Linked DNA regions of Mus musculus: region 2 is linked to region 1. The links are chromatin contacts, called in public Hi-C maps. All regions are on one chromosome and are shown on one strand. Each heading gives the region's core, a stretch centred on a gene start, on an enhancer-like site or on the middle of the called end of the contact. The rest is flanking DNA. Distances are from core to core; before and after follow the strand shown.

Region 1 (4,544 bases), core at 733-3,232:
ACACATGCTCACACACACACTCATATACACACTCTCACAAACACAAATACATACACACTCTCACTCTTACACAGACACAAATCACCCCCCTCTCTCTTTCACACACACACACACACACACACATACACACACACATACACTTTTTCTTGTTTTGTAACTGAGGTTTCTCTTAATCCCAACATTTCTCTTCCTCAAAGTCGCCCTTGATAAGTGTTATTCATGAACTGGAATAAGAAAGGAGGAAAGGATGGTGGAAATGTAGGGAATTGGACTTTCCCAGTTATGATGAAAATATCTGTTCATAAAAAGAACGGGGCAATCAAAGAAGGATAGTTGACATAGCAAAAGGCTTTAGGGACATAGGGAAGAATCGGTCTAAGGAGGGCTTTGACTTTCCAGAAATTCCAGTAGCAGCATTGGCAGTGAGTAATTTAACTTGCTTATAGCCTGTGTTTTATTGTTCCAGTCCATGCAAACCATAATGAAATTTCCAGCCTGCAATAGCTAGAGTCGAATGCCATGCTTTGTGAAGACGAGGAGAGAAAAGAGTAACTTTAGGAAGCAGATGAGAGTCGGGTTCTAGAGCATCACACAGAATGAGAGTTCAGAGGTGGGGGGGGGAGGAAAGGAGAGCAGGCCCCCATCCCTGGGATTCCCGGCATCAGAAGAATGAATGCAAATTCCTTAGCAGTGAAGATGTTGAGTTGTTGTGTTTGTTATTGTTTGACAATGATCATTGCTGTCCATGAGGAAGGTGAACTACACTAAATTCCTTACAGTAGACTTCCACTTAGGTCATGTGCATCTGTTATTTTATCTAAAAAGGATTCCCTTGCTTTTCCTGAATGCATTCCTGCATCAACCAAGGGGCTATGCTGGGCATAGAGTTTTGGAGGTCGATCTCAGCCATGGGCAATATTAGAAAAACAGCCTTACAGATGAGTTCAAATAAGGAGAACTTTCTCTTAGGCTTTGTGATATTGTACTTATGTCCTTATTAAGAGGTAGAGGCTGCAGGTTTCATCAACTGTGTCTCATTCTCACTAAATGACAGGTGACCTGGGTTTACCTCTATCATTCAGTTTTCTGAGTTCATATCTACTTTGGACTCTGTGCAATGTACTCTTGCTATTAATTCATTTTCAAAGGACACTTTTTTTTCGTACTAGATTCTTTCCAGAGGTCCAAGCTCTGAAAATCTCAACTATTCCCTTTCAAAAACTTAGAAGCATTTTTCTTAACATATTTTCTTCTTGTATTGAACATCTCAACCAGTTTCTGAATTAGCACAACCAATAGAAACAGTCAATCACTAAGTTACCTCCGTAACACATATTCTCAGTCTCTTTCCGTCCATCTTTTTAATTCAGTAGATTCTCACCACCTACCCCCACCTTCTTGCTTCAGTGTAATAAACCATTTCCTTGTAGGATCACTGCTTCTTAGGCAATAAAACAACCGTGTGCAAAATGACATTTTAGATGTGAGTTTGAAAGATCTGTCTCTCATTAGGACCCCATAATGTGAGTAACTCCTTGGGTAGTTAGCACAGCAGGGAGCCTGTTTTATAACGGCATATTTGAAAGATATATTTATTGTTCTGCCACCAGAAAAAGCTCAGAAGAGAAGGAAAAATAAGTTAAACTTGAGTCATGGAGTAGACTCCCTTGGGTCCATTTGGGGCCATCAAAAATCTGACCCCTCTTCCCAAACGAAAGCAAAACTTCCAGGAATCCTTAGTCAGCTTATAAACAAAGACGGGCCCATACAGAAGTAATGAAATTTCCAACTGTGGAGAAAAGCACTCATTTATTTTGTTTTTAAATCAAGGAATGATTGATGTGGCTGCAATTTGATGTTTGCTTTTAAAGAGATTCTTTATTTCACTTAACTACCCGCCTGGATTCCCTCCGGCTATAAAACAGCCAGGCGTTGCTCACCTCACGGAGCTTCCAGGCTGGGCGATGCTCACCTCACTGAACTGCCAGGCCTGGGTTTAGAGAGGCAATGGCTTCTGGTCTTGGGATTTTTTCCTCCCCAGTAATTCTACGTTTGTTATAGGAATAAAGATCATGACATAGGCTGGTTCACTTTAGCTCCTCTGCCGCTAAGGTTTTTGGTTTTTCCTTCGGCATATTTACTTAGGCAAATGCTTCCAACCCATGGAGTTTTATGTTAGAAATCACCAAATTCAAGGAAAATATAAATGGCAAAGTGAGTTTGTTTCAGGATTTCTTAAAAGTGCCACTAAAGAATTTATATGCGGATACAAAACTGGTTTGGCACCTGTGGGGGTTTTTATATTTTGATGCTATATTATTGTAATTATTTATGTATGTTGGTTGTTTAAAGTAAAATAGCCTTCACTCTGACATCTCCACACATTTGTATACATGCTTAGATCATGTCCCCAGTGCAGTCTACCTCGTCGTCCCTTCTTCCCTCCCTGCTCTTCCCACTCTCTTTTCTCCAGCAGCCTCCTTCTCCTCTCAGGTCACTTTTCCACCACACAGTGAGAGAAAGCTATGAGGCTGGCTTTGCTTTGATTTTAGTTTACTCTTTTATTTTATTATTTTATTTGCTTACCACCACAATGTTATTTAATTCTTGCTGTTCCCAAGGTTTGTTTGTTTCTCTGTTGTGTTTTCCCAACAAAATGGTTTTTCTTTGTCATGCAAGTTTGGGAGGCCTGTACACAAGAGGTAAGTAGTGCGGAGAATCTTCTGATTTCCTTCTAGAATGTTTGCATAAAGATTTGTTTGTAAATTAAAAAAAAATTTGTTTATATATTGTTCTCTCTCTGTCTCTCTCTCTTTCTGTCTTTCTGTCGTCTCTCTGTTTCTCTTTGTCTCTGTCTTTACAACGCCCCCGACGCCGCCCCCCCCCCCCCCGTGTGTGTGTGCCAAAGCATGTGTATAGAGACTGGAGGGCTTTTGAGAGTCTGTTTCTCCTCCTTCCACCATGTGAGAAGTGAGTCCCATGGACTGCAGTCAAATTATCAGGTTTGGTGGCAAGTGCCTTTACCTACACACTCCTCTCGAAGGCCCTGTTGCGATCTTTTTTTAAAACTACCCATTGACACCTCAACAGCCAGGGAGGTAGAAGGTGGCACTCTTTGTTAGATTATCGACTCTATGTTTTATGATTTCATCTGTTCCAGAACTTTAGGAAGATGTCAGAAGTTACAATGGAGGTTTTGTCAGAGCTGAGGAGTGGTGTGTCCCCATTGCTTGTTCCCCCTTGGAAAGCTCCCAGAGGAACCATGGTCTGAAGGGTCTTCTGTGAGATTAATGAATGATGACAAGTCTATGTAAGGTAGCCAAGTCCCGCCCCAGTGTTTCATAATGACACACAGAGGTCCTTAGTACTACATGGCTCTCTGTAATAGGATCCAAATACAAATGCCAAGTGTCAGCCACCAAGCAGGTTCAAAAGTTTGCTCTAATCTATGGCAATATGGTTTTGTTACCTGGGACCTTTCCTTGAGGGGTGGCTCCATTGCTTTACTTCTCTGTGAACTCGCTTGTCGCTGAGTTCTACTTAAAACCATTTATGACTCCAGCAGATGGTTCTGATTTAGAAAGAGTGCTTTTTGAGCCATTTCTTTCTAACTTCCTTCCCCCTGGCCTCTGCCTCCCGGCTCTTCTCAGGAGCTAATTCCAGTCAGGTTGGAAATTACAAGCATGTCGTTTAGTGCCGGGAACGATGTGCTGACTGATGAGTAGAGGTAGGGTCTGAACTGGGGTCTCTGGGAGCAGCCTTCAATAGATTAGAGTATCACCCTACTGAGAAATGGACCACGCAGAAGCCTGATTTTCCTTCAGTCCAATTTAATTTTTCAGGGCCTGTAACTAAGACTGGCAGTTCTGAGCCCCTCGTTCCTCGAGCACAATTTATCAGCGCAAGGTCAGAGACTTCTTTTGGGCCTGTTTCTCATGAGCAGTGATAATTATGCATGTAGACAGCCTTACTCATATTATGTAATGTGCTGAATGACACAGGGAGGATGGTTTTGATTTAGACGCAGAAGCACCGTCACCAGACCCCAAAGTGTCCAACATCCGAGCAACCCAGGGATCACCTCTGATGTTCTGGATGAGATCCATCAACACACCCCCAACGAGGACACCTCCTTCTCTTTATGACTATCGATGGCTTTCAGCCTGACAATGCAGAAATGTGCCATTGACGTAGGCCACATTTGAGGGAGAGCGCCTTCTGGGCTTTCTCAGTCATCAGCTGGAGGGTGGCAGGAAATGTCTCCAGATAATGCATTCCTCTAATTACTTTTCTCAGATACCCTGCATCTCAGCTATTAATCAGGGAAGCTCCCATTTTTCCTTTTGGGAAGATTCACTTATTTGGCCCTCTCTTTGGCTTTGGGAATGAATGAGCTAGGCTCAGATCCTTACAAGTGTAAACAGCCCAGAGCTTCCTATCATTGGTTTCCATGGTATTTAGCATCACTTGAAAGAGAAGAGTTTCTAAGCAATGAGTGATACTGAAGGCAGAGCATTGGTGGATTTCTGGGCTAGGATTCACTA
Region 2 (4,544 bases), core at 862-3,361, 120 kb before region 1:
AAAAAATCCCAACTTGGATGAAATCTAGCCCATTAATTGAACATTAGAGAAATCTGAGCTGAATGCTGAACTAATGATCGCTTGGCTCTGCCTTGTTTGGCACTTGCCATGGTTTTGACAATGATCACTTGACTAGTAACACTATTTTCTTTCTGAACTCAGGGGGAAGAGGGTTGGGAGCGGGGGAGGGGAGAAGAAGGCGCAAAGCCTAGGTCCTCCTATTTCTTGGTAATTCCAGTGTAGTCTGGCTGCGTGGCAGCGAAGGAGCTAAGCTGCAAGGCTCCCTTCAATGACATGAAGCTTGTTTCTTCAAAGAAAAGTTGATGCAGTTTTTAAGACTGCCTCTTTTCTGAAAGGTCAGATGGCTGCCCAGTTTAGTCATTTCGTGTGTTTATGCATGCCTCCGCTGGGATAAGGCATTACAAAACAAAGCCCCGGATTGCAATCAATCTTGGCCTAAGTGCAAAGTCACCCGACCAATCTCTGGAATCCTGTGCCTATCATGAGACAGGGGGAAGGAAGGGCTTGTGCCTCCTGCACTTCTTCTCAAGAGAAAAGACAAAACCCCTTCCTAAGCCTTTGTAGGGCTCCTGCTTCTCCTCTGCAGCCTGACCCATCTCTCAAATTCAAATTACAGGGTTTTCTAAAAATACATCCTTCATCAAACATCCTAATTTACAGTAGCTATTTTTCACAGAGAAATGCCTGATTTTTTGTTCATTTTTTCTTGTTATTGTTGTTGTTGTTGTCTAATTCAGATTGTAAATGTCCTAAAAATGTTCTCCTGGAGTTATTTTTAAAACCTCATGGTAAGTTAGGTGTAAATACTGTGACTATTACTGGGACCTTAGGAAGCAACATATTTTTGACTGATTCCTGGAGGTGAGAATGCCATTTGGAATTTTAATTAATTTAATTTCCATTTTAGATAAAATTACTCTGAGAAATCTTAATTCTAATGAATAAATGGATTTTATTTTTTCTTTTCTTTCTTTTTTTTTTTTCCATTGAAGATTCCATTAGAGTTAGGGAAAAAATAGAGGATAAAGTTTCCTTTAAAGAAAAATTAAGGCTACAGACAGCCTTAATAAACCTTCTGCAAAGTAATCGAGAATAGCCAGTGGTCTGTTCTCTGCAGAATTAGTTCTTCCAAAACAATACTAAAACTGAGCAGTCGTACTTTTTACAACTCTGGAGACTATCTAAACAAAATGAGCAGATTTATAGGGCTATTTTTAGTGCGCGTCACTGCATTACAGTTTACATTCGCTTTTGAACCTTATTTGACATCCCTAGTAGAAAAATACAGGCAGAACACTCATTAAGACCCTTCATAAAGACAGTCTCCACGGGGCCGTTACCCCCCAAAAAAACCAAAGTTGAGGTGTGTTTCAGAATGTTCTTTTGGACTCGAAAGTTTGTTTCCATTTGTCAAGAAAACTCTGAGCCCAATCGCAGATCCAGAGGGTCTGTTTATGACCGCCTCTCCTGCCCTACTCGTTGGTGGTATGTCCTAAAAACAGAAGTAAAATCACACTCTCACGGTTGGGAATTTTCAGAGAGCAACAGGTAAGTAGGCTATGTCTAAGTACCTATTGTTTTCCCACAAATTGTAAAGTCACTTCCAAGTATAAGTAACTTGCTGAAAAAGTGAAACATTGGGACTTTCTGCAAACCATTCTTGCATGGAAGGAAAAAAAAACATGGAAGAGCTTATGCAATGTTATGAAATATTTCACCACACAGATTTATGGAAAAGCTACAGTTGCATTTTAAAATATAGTCAGGAGAATTAAGTGCTTGCATTTTGGACACCAAGTTTCTTTAGCTTTTCCATCCAGAGAGAGAGGTGGGTGTCTATTTCCTTCATGGGCTGTCCTACCTTCACCGGAGGTTACAAATGAAGACTCCATCTCCTTTGTGTATTGTGGGAAAAAAAAATCAGCCAGAGGAAAATACCAGAAAGACAAGTTCAGATGCAGCTGTCATGTCTTTTCCTCCAATGGGAAGGGGACGCTTTCATAAGGTTAGACTGTCCGGGGAACTACATTGACATCCTGCTAAGTGTTACGTGTTTTTATATTAACTGTGCTCAGTAAGACTCTACAATAAGGAAATGCCTTAGCTGTAGACATCATTTATGGAACCGTATAAATAGAGCTCACATTCAAAGGTAAGAAAACAGACAGGATTTTACACCAACTACCCTCTGATAAGATTATGTTTTCAAAGCGAAAACCATGTCTACAGAATGTTGTGGTGTGGAAGTATCCGATTAAACTCTTAGGAAAACAGACTTTTCCACAAGCGGCCTCTTTATTTGCCACACCTCGGGGATCTGATTAAAAGTTAGTGTACTGCATTTAAACCTGAAAAGGGATTCGTGTAAAATTATGGCTTCACAGATTGCTCTTTGAGAACTGAAGATGAAACGAGAAAATGACATTTGGACTAAGAGCCATTGTAACTGCTGGAAAAATGTCAATGGAGGCATTTGGGGGAGGTTTCAGCTTGCTATAGAGGAATCAAATGACCTAAGAAAGTAGTTTTATAGCTGAATGAGTGTTTTTAACGAGTTAAACATGTTACTACGAGGACCTTAAAGCCACGCTGTAAACAATAGCTTTGATTAAAAGATTGTCAGGATTGTTTGTTTAAATTTTTTTTTTTTTTTGTATTTTAAGTTTTCAATCATACTATTTGGCTTTGCAGTATGAAGAAATGATATATTTCTACTGAATTTATCAATTACTAATTAATTTGGTGGTGAGTGCCTAATTTGAGGTTCTATTTAGCATAGGTCCAGGTTGAATTTCTTCTAACGTTTGGTTATCCTTGGCCTATTTAACATATGAATTAAACCCAAATATCTTTGAAAACTCAACCCATACCTTTTCCTTCCCAGATCATAAAAATAATTTATTGTCGTAATCTCAATTTATAGTTTAGTTAGGCAGAGTGAAAATACGACCTCTGAAGGAATCCCCCCCCCCTTAGCTCCAGTCTGCTTTACAGTGGGTTGTGTGTGTTGCTACAAGTTGCTGTAGCTAACACTTAATATGTTGATGTAAGAGAAATAAGCTGCTCTGCATTTAAAAATAATATTTAGATGAGCAAACATGCAAAATCCTCTGAAAATAGATGATTTTGCTCCTTGTAACTTTAACTGAAAAATATGAAAGAAAAAAAATGAGAGAAACCTAGCCATAAGGCCAATCTATTGCAAGCAGGGACAGATGAGAGATTTTTCAAAATTAAACTGCTAGGAAAAGCAGTTGTGAGGCAGTCTGTTTTCTTACTGGGGATGGGAGGAATCAAGGGTATTATAATTGAAAATGCATGCCTATAGCAACTAAAATGTTCTTTTAGGATATTCTTGTTTTGTTTCATAAATATATTTTGAAAAAAAATCAAAATGATTAACAACGTTTTTTTTTAATTTTGGTGATCTTTCCAGTTCTGGTGGATTTAGTTCAAATTTTAAAACATTGCTTTATGTGTTGTATATTTTTGCCCATAAAGCATTCTCCAAATGGTAGTTATTTATGTGAATAAAAGAACAAAGCATGGAAATATGGCTTTTCTTCCTACTCCATTATTGAAACGGAATATGATCATTAGCCAGGGCCGGGGTTTAGTCGCAACACTTTGAAAAATAGCCTAAATGAATAGGTGTCAAATTAATCAAGAATGGAACGATTGCATTATTTTAAAAAACTATATATACCATTAGGGGGTTTCGGCTATAAATAATTGTTATGAAGAAAAGAGGAGGTTTCATCTTAAAAAAATTAGCATACGCCACCTCTTTAGGGTGTTAAAAAGATTGAGCGCTCAACAAGGATTTGTGAAAATCACGACCAGGGAAGCGGGATTATAATAACATCTCACGATGAAACCTGACCTTAGAGATTGATGCTGCTGTAACAGGGTCATTCTTCCACTGACTTAGTGTGGGTATGCCCCGCCTGGGTAACCTGGGAAAAGGGTCTCTGAATTCAAATCACAGAATTCCTCCCCATCTGCAAAAATACCTCACTTTCAAAGCAAACTTTACGTCATCCTGACTCCTTCTTCTGCTCTTTCTTTACTACTCAAGTCAGAGACAACGGGTATTTCTTCAGTCATTGATTTTTTTCCCCACCCTCTTGTGGTTAATAAGAATTAATCCTGGAGAGATTCTGCAGGTTGAAATGCATATACAACTCAGTTCTCATTAAAACAAACAAACAAACAAACCAAAAAAACCACCTCCTTTATAGTGGAATAGAAGTGGTTTCAATCACTTTGTCATGTGGTTCACATATCTAGGTATATTTTTAATTAAACACTGGTTCACAAATAAGCAAATAATAGAAGTTAGTGGAGAAGCGGTTGATCTCGGGCTGACAGTGCCTCATTTATCTTTGTCCTAACTAGACAATGGGAAACGACACTCCGCTGTTGTTTTCTATGCGTTAAGATTTCCCTCTTAAACAAATGCAGTTGAGGCGGTTTGTTTCTCGACAGCCTGGCACACACTGCCAGTGGCCAGAGTTTTGTCT

What was found. Hi-C and Micro-C count contacts between places; a contact is called where the count stands out from the background.
Region 2: a contact with region 1 is called in a Hi-C map of nephron progenitors, with 4 times the contacts expected there. The contact joins the promoter of 3110099E03Rik here to the enhancer-like site in region 1. A contact is called at or near these places in 8 of 484 Hi-C or Micro-C datasets (the HL-1 cell line, embryonic fibroblasts, nephron progenitors and 1 more).

The regions. Positions count from the first base shown.
Region 1 is chr2:115,391,384-115,395,927 of GRCm38.p6, reverse strand. No RefSeq gene overlaps it. Among named protein-coding and RNA genes, the nearest start is that of Gm31413, 10 kb to the right of the region's middle. Within about 2 kb of position 1,982, at least 14 of the 459 cell types and tissues checked have an H3K27ac peak or open chromatin away from gene starts, as enhancers often do. A contact at or near this core is called in nephron progenitors, where this site is marked.
Region 2 is chr2:115,509,768-115,514,311 of GRCm38.p6, reverse strand. 3110099E03Rik (RIKEN cDNA 3110099E03 gene) reads left to right here and starts at 2,111. Exons shown (of 3, transcript NR_030712.1): 1 at 2,111-2,173.